Linked DNA regions of Mus musculus: region 1 is linked to region 2. The links are chromatin contacts, called in public HiChIP or PLAC-seq maps. All regions are on one chromosome and are shown on one strand. Each heading gives the region's core, a stretch centred on a gene start, on an enhancer-like site or on the middle of the called end of the contact. The rest is flanking DNA. Distances are from core to core; before and after follow the strand shown.

Region 1 (2,859 bases), core at 219-2,718, 580 kb before region 2:
CTCTAATTTGTACAGCTGTGTGCAGTTGTCTCAACATGTAACCACCTGTATCAGTTTTTGCCATTGTAGGAACATGTTGAAACAGGAAAAAAGGAGATAAGTTGAAACCACTCTAAAACATAGCTGTTTGCTTCATAAAGTTCTTGGGAGAGTCCATAACTCAAGGACTAGAAAAGGCCGTGGTACTGGCCAGGTCTTTACATAATGATTGGGGACCAACTTTCAAATGTCATTGGGTGACAAATGTGAACTCATATTTTGATTGCTATTCAATTTGTGCTAATACATAAAGAGAAAGAAGCAGGTCTGAAAAGCTGGCTGGAATGAGTTGATGGACTCACCTGATTGGTCAAAACAGTTATTTGTGCTGGAAGAGAGTAACGGGGTGGGGGAAAGGGAGGGAAGGGGAAAGAAGCATTATGTAGTATTTCTTTAGTTGTGAATAGTTGTAGTTTCTATTAGTCTCAGAGAGAAGAATTCAACTTTAAAACTCTGGTTCTGAGCAGCCAGGGGAGAAAGCAATTAGAGGGAAACAGGAAATTATAACAAACTGTTCAGTGGCGGGAGACAGAGTGAACAATGCAGTCCTTAAAGGGTTTTTTCCTGTCAGGATAAACAGCTCTTTCTTGTGTTTGGTTATACTTTAACCATGATACAAAGGGAGACAGAGAACTGGTAATCTGATACCAAAATTAATTTCTGGAGTGATAAGGATGGAATTTAGGTTGTGGAAGGAACCACATTTAAAATTCTCCAGTGTGTATTTTAAGGTAAGGTGAGAGAGTGGTTTAGGGAAGAGGTCGTTGGATATGGATTCTGAAAGTCATGCACACAGACTCTGATGCAGTAGGAAGTGAGAATGTGTGTACAGAGAACAGCTTGTGTATTTTATGGACGAATCACCTGTCAATTAAGAAAACCTACGGCCTATAGAAAAGGGTAGACTAGAAGGTGGGACAACTGGTAGGCAGAGAGGATTCTGGGAAAGAGCCAGGTGTGGGAAGAGTTGCTGGGGAAGATGTGAGGAGGACAGATGAATGATACCTGAGCAGAGGTGACCAGCCACATGGCAGAATATAGGCTAATATAAGTGGGTTATCAGAGAAGAGCCTAGCTATATGGCCTAGATATCTGTAAATATATTTTGAGTCTGAGTGGTTATTATGGGAGCTTGGAACCAGGAGGAAAAACAAACACTTTAATAGATGACACCCAATGTGGGGCATGTTATCCAGGTTTAGAGCCTGAGAAGCCATTGGGAAGGATGGTTTAGCATACTGCTCTGTGATGGTGGGCAGGCTGCTCCGTTTGGTGTGGTTGGCCACAGAAGCCAGTGAACAGTGGAGGCAAAAAAACATGAAGAGGCTGAGTATGGAAATACAGGCCTCTTATCCCTCCAAGGTGCACCATGGCCATCTTCTAGGGAGAGCAGAGGCCTGTATGAGGCAGTAGAGTGAGGAACCAGAGCCTCAAGGCACAGCCCCACAGGAAACACTTCTCATGTTGCATGCTGCTCTGGGGAGCCAGTGCTCTGCTGGGTGGAAGGTATGACTCATGCTGAGGCTTATGGGAAATTCAGCACCCCAGTCCAGGCCCACTGAGCCCCCATCCTGATGCTTGATGACAGGTGGCAGCCCAGCCAAATGTGGCAGGGCAAGTGGGCACCAAGAATACCCATGGGTGCCCTTGGGTGAAGGCCTGAACCCTCACAGAAGCACAGCAGGTGGGAGTGGCCTGTCTAGAACTGGCAGGAGGCAAAGCCAATGGGACAACCTTCTGAACTGAGCTGAGAGGGTGGAGCTGGCCACTACAGATACATGCTAGTCCGAGGAGCCTGGAAATGTGCAGAAGGACAGAGGAGCACTTACCCTGAGCTGCAATAGGATTGAAAAGCCACAGACATCTGAGCAGGTAAGGTATTGAGTTTAGAAAACTATAAAAGAGAAGGGAAACTGAATTAAAAAAGAAAGAAAGAAAGAAAGAAAAACTATTTGGTTTAAAGATAAGAGGGTGAAGTCCTTAAGAAAAATTTTAGAGAATAAAAAAAAAAGAAATATATTTTCTATGTCAAGAAAATGGAAACACAGGGACTTCCGGGGTTGGTCAGAGGAAGAGAGGAAGCAGGAGAAGGGTTTTTTGACAGAGACAGGGAAAGGACAAGATCTGGCTACTAGTGTCTCCCAGTTTAGATAGTGAATCTGCCAGGATTTGCCACAGGAGGATTTACATTTAATAAAGCTTACAAGATTAGAATTCTCGTTGTTGTAGTCAGTGATTGAGTTACCATTGTTTCTGAACTAACTTTGTGTTGTTTTCCTTCATGTGGTGGCTCGGCGGTGTTCCAGAGAGAGAGAAAGGTATGGCAGCAAAGCATGGGTTTGCCTGATGTGTCCCCCAAAAGGATGTAGGAGTTTTGAAGCACGGGGCTGGTGTGGTAGTGACCTGCCAGTGGGAACTTATCTGGGTGGAGAGATTTTGGAGCTCTGAGTCAGAGAGACTTGCCCACCAGTGCTTGACTGGCCATAGCATGGCAAGGTTCCTTTTTATTGCTTCCCACAACATGTGGTAAACCAACGTGTTAGGCAAGAATCCACTAGAAATTTAAGATTATTAGCCTGAGAGTTAGAGTTTTATTTTCTAAGTGAGAGAAAGGTGGTGCTGGGATGATGAGTCATGTGTACTTAAGCGAGGGAGCCTTGAAACAAACAAAAAAAAAAAAAAAAAAGAGGGCTCTGAGGTCCCCTGCTGTGGAAAGAGACAAGATGGCTGCTCTGAGTCAGAGAGCTGGAGAATGGAAGCTGCCTTTATCTTGGGGCAGATATTGATTTAACTGTGAATTTATAACATTGGGATTATTTG
Region 2 (3,229 bases), core at 670-3,169:
GCTGGAGTTACCACAGAGATAGGAGCTTCAGTTGGGGAAATGCCTCCATGAGATCCAGCTGTGGGGCATTTTCTCAATTAGTGATGGGGGTGGGGGGGACCTTCCTTGTGGGTGGGGCCATCCCTGGGCTGGTAGTCTTGGGTTTTATAAGAGCAGGCTGAGCAAGCCAGCGGAGGCAAGCCAGTAAGGAACATCCCTCCATGGCCTCTGCATCAGCTCCTGCTTCCTGACCTGCTTGAGTTCCAGTCCTGACTTCCTTTGGTGATGAACAGCAGTATGAAAGTGTAAGCTGAATAAACCCTTTCCTCCTCAACTTGCTTCTTGGTCATGATGTTTGTGCAGGAAAAGAAACCCTGACTAAGACAGGCATGAAAAGCGAAACTGAACCTTCTCACGCCTTGCTCCCCATTAAACATTTAAGTGCAGGGCAACCACATGCTCTGTCCTACTTGGGAAGCCACAGAAGAGAATGTACACAGCCCTGATTCTCATTCTTCTCACCTAATGCTGAAATGTGATATGATAGTTCTGTCTCTTTAAAACATGCTTACATATAAAATAATAATGCCCCTCCCCATTGGGGCTGTTTCCACCTTTTAATTATAAACAAATCCACCGTGAATGTCTTTCTGTGTAGGTTTTGTACAAGCGGTACACAGGAATGTAAGTTGGCTGCTGGTGTTGTTCTCTTCAGCTGTGCTTTCTCAGCAGCATCTTTGTTTTTGTTTTGTTTTTGAGACAGGGTTTCTCTGTGTAGCCCTGGCTGTCCTGGAACTCATTCTGTAGACCAGGCTGGCCTCAAACTCAGAAATCTGTCTGTCTCTCCCTTCCAAGTGCTGGGATTAAAGGGGTGCGCCAACACTGCCCAGATCAGCAGCATCTTTTTGTAGCCCAAGCTTTCAGATGCATGTTCCCTTCGATCTAGAGGAAGCCTTATGAAAACTCCTGCTTCCCAGCCCCATCCTGGGTGCTCATCTTTCCAACTCTAGAAATGCAGCAGCCCCCTCTCCCCTCCCTGCCCACCCTCTCTGACCCCACAGGGCTGGCTTCCTCTTCTGCGTGCCAAATGGCCAAGTGCAGGACAGGAGGCGAGGAGGGGAAGAGAGAAAAGCTGGACAAATATTAGTAATGAATTGACCTAAGTTTAGCCTGTGTGTCATTAATCACACTATTCTAATTTCTCATCTAAATATTTAAAATTTTTAAAAAAAATGCAGAAATGACAAGAGAAAAGAAAAGAGAGCGTGGTTCCTGCCTGTAATCCCAGACAGGGGTACTAGAAGTTCGTCTTAGCTCCAAGCCTGTCCCTAACTTTTCTGAGAATGGGATCTGTGCCTGGCCATGAATCTCCAGAAACTGGTACCTCGTGTGCTGCCTCAAATGCACCATTGTCTCACTGTCCGTGAGAGTGGAGATGACCCGCCGAACACGAAGCAGTTGGACTGGAGGTCATGCTCCATGCTCGGTCTCGGCTTGCTCGGCTCTGTTATGCATTTGCTGTGTTACTGAGTGAAACCAGCTAACTTTAAATCACTCCTTAGTTAGATGAAAACTGTCACCTGCTTAGAAACACGAATAATTGAGTAATATATATATAAAGGCCTGGCAGGGTGCCTGAGATATAGTAATTACTGAACAAATATTAGTCACTGTGCACACAAGCACACACCATTATGTCGTGAAATCCAAGTGTGTAATCCAATTCTCTGCACAACACAATGGTCCATAGCTGTTATGTACGGAGCCATAAGTAGAATGAGGGGCAGAAACCATGGCTACTCCACGCTAACAAAAAAGATCAACTGATATCTTCAGTGAGATGCCATCCAAAGATTAGTCCTTAGTCCTTGCTCACAGCATTAGCTCCAGCCTCATAGCTGTTCCTGTCAGCCCTGGCCTTATAAAAGGGGAACAAAGGCATGGCTTTGTTTAAGTTCAGTACCAAAGACTCCAGCAAATGTTTGCTTTTCCCTTTTAGAGCTCCCTCCACCCACACCACGCCCCAGAAAACACATAAAAACACCATTTGCCCTGCTTGGCTGTGTGTAACTCAATCTTTTCGAGACCTCTCCCAGGAGCCTCTCCCAGTGTTCTCTTTGCTTTTGAGACTACGGGATGCCCCATAATATTCTCTATCAGATAACCTGTTTAAAATTGGGCCTCAGTTAGGCAAAACACTAACTTAGTAAAAGTGGGAGAGTGATGTCCGTGCAAATGGCCGTTTCTCTCAATTCACTTAGAAGCAAAGGGATGTGGGGTGGGGGACCAGCAAAGTTATGAACCTCAGAAATATCATCTCCTTTAGACAGTCTTTGGCTCTCTCTGTGCATCCTGAAAACCAATATTTATACACCCCCCCCCCCCCGCTCTCGTGTCTAAGAGTTCAAGGCAGATAGAACACTAGCCATTTAGAAATATACCCGAGGAAGGTGCTTTGTGACTACCAAGTTTAACTTTCTGTAAATTGCTTTTTAGATTTATTTATTTTACTCCGTGTGCATGAGTGTTTTGCATATATGTGTGCATGCATATATATGTATATGTACCTCATGCATGTCCCATGCCCTGAGTTTAGGAGAAAACATCAGATCCCTCCAAATTGGAATCACAGATGGTTGTGAGTGACCATGTGGGTGCTGGAAATAGAACCTGGGTCCTCTACAAGAAAGAATCACTAGTGCTCTTATCCACTAAGCCATCTCCAGACCCCCAAGTGTGACTTTTTAGAGTTCTGTATTTGGCACACAGCATCAATAATGCAGGGTGTGATTGCACATGCCTGTAATTCCAGTACTGGGCAATGGAGGCAGGGCAATCAAGAAATCACAGCCAGCCTCTGCTACATGTCTCTATAGCAGCATCCATCAGACATTTCAGTTGAAAAAGAAATACTGGAAAAGACAGATAGAGACGTGGCTCAGCAGGCAAGTGCATTTGCTGCTCTTTCGGAGGACCCAGATTTAGTTCCCAGCACCCATGTCTGGTGGCTCACAATTACCTATAACTGCAGTTCAAGGGGAATCTGACATCCTCCACACACACACACACACACACACACACACACTCACACACTCACACTCACACACACACACACTCACACACACACACACACATTCACACACACACACACTCACACACACACACACACACGAAAATTAAATAAAAAAAAAGAGGAGGAAGAAAAGAAATCTGAGACGTGATAGATTCACCACAATTAGGTACTGAGTTT

What was found. HiChIP or PLAC-seq counts read pairs in DNA pulled down with a chosen protein or histone mark.
Region 1: a contact with region 2 is called in a FOXA1 HiChIP or PLAC-seq map of pancreatic cancer cells. The contact joins two enhancer-like sites. A contact is called at or near these places in 2 of 15 datasets of contacts at CTCF or cohesin (pro-B cells and stem cell-derived epiblast-like cells), 4 of 484 Hi-C or Micro-C datasets (Sertoli cells, cardiomyocytes, embryonic fibroblasts and 1 more), 7 of 115 datasets of contacts at active chromatin or transcription factors (T-cell acute lymphoblastic leukemia, embryonic basal ganglia, embryonic forebrain and 4 more) and 1 of 9 other capture datasets (adipose tissue).

What each region holds. Positions count from the first base shown.
Region 1 is chr15:37,898,685-37,901,543 of GRCm38.p6, reverse strand. Gm35019 (a long non-coding RNA gene) reads left to right here. Exons shown (of 7, transcript XR_383951.4): 2 at 1,628-1,911; 3 at 2,346-2,357. Among named protein-coding and RNA genes, the nearest start is that of Gm35019, 7.9 kb to the left of the region's middle. Within about 2 kb of position 1,468, at least 10 of the 459 cell types and tissues checked have an H3K27ac peak or open chromatin away from gene starts, as enhancers often do. A contact at or near this core is called in pancreatic cancer cells, where this site is marked.
Region 2 is chr15:37,316,666-37,319,894 of GRCm38.p6, reverse strand. The region is part of intron 8 of Grhl2 (grainyhead like transcription factor 2); the gene reads right to left. Among named protein-coding and RNA genes, the nearest start is that of Gm16136, 85 kb to the right of the region's middle. Within about 2 kb of position 1,919, at least 45 of the 459 cell types and tissues checked have an H3K27ac peak or open chromatin away from gene starts, as enhancers often do. A contact at or near this core is called in pancreatic cancer cells, where this site is marked.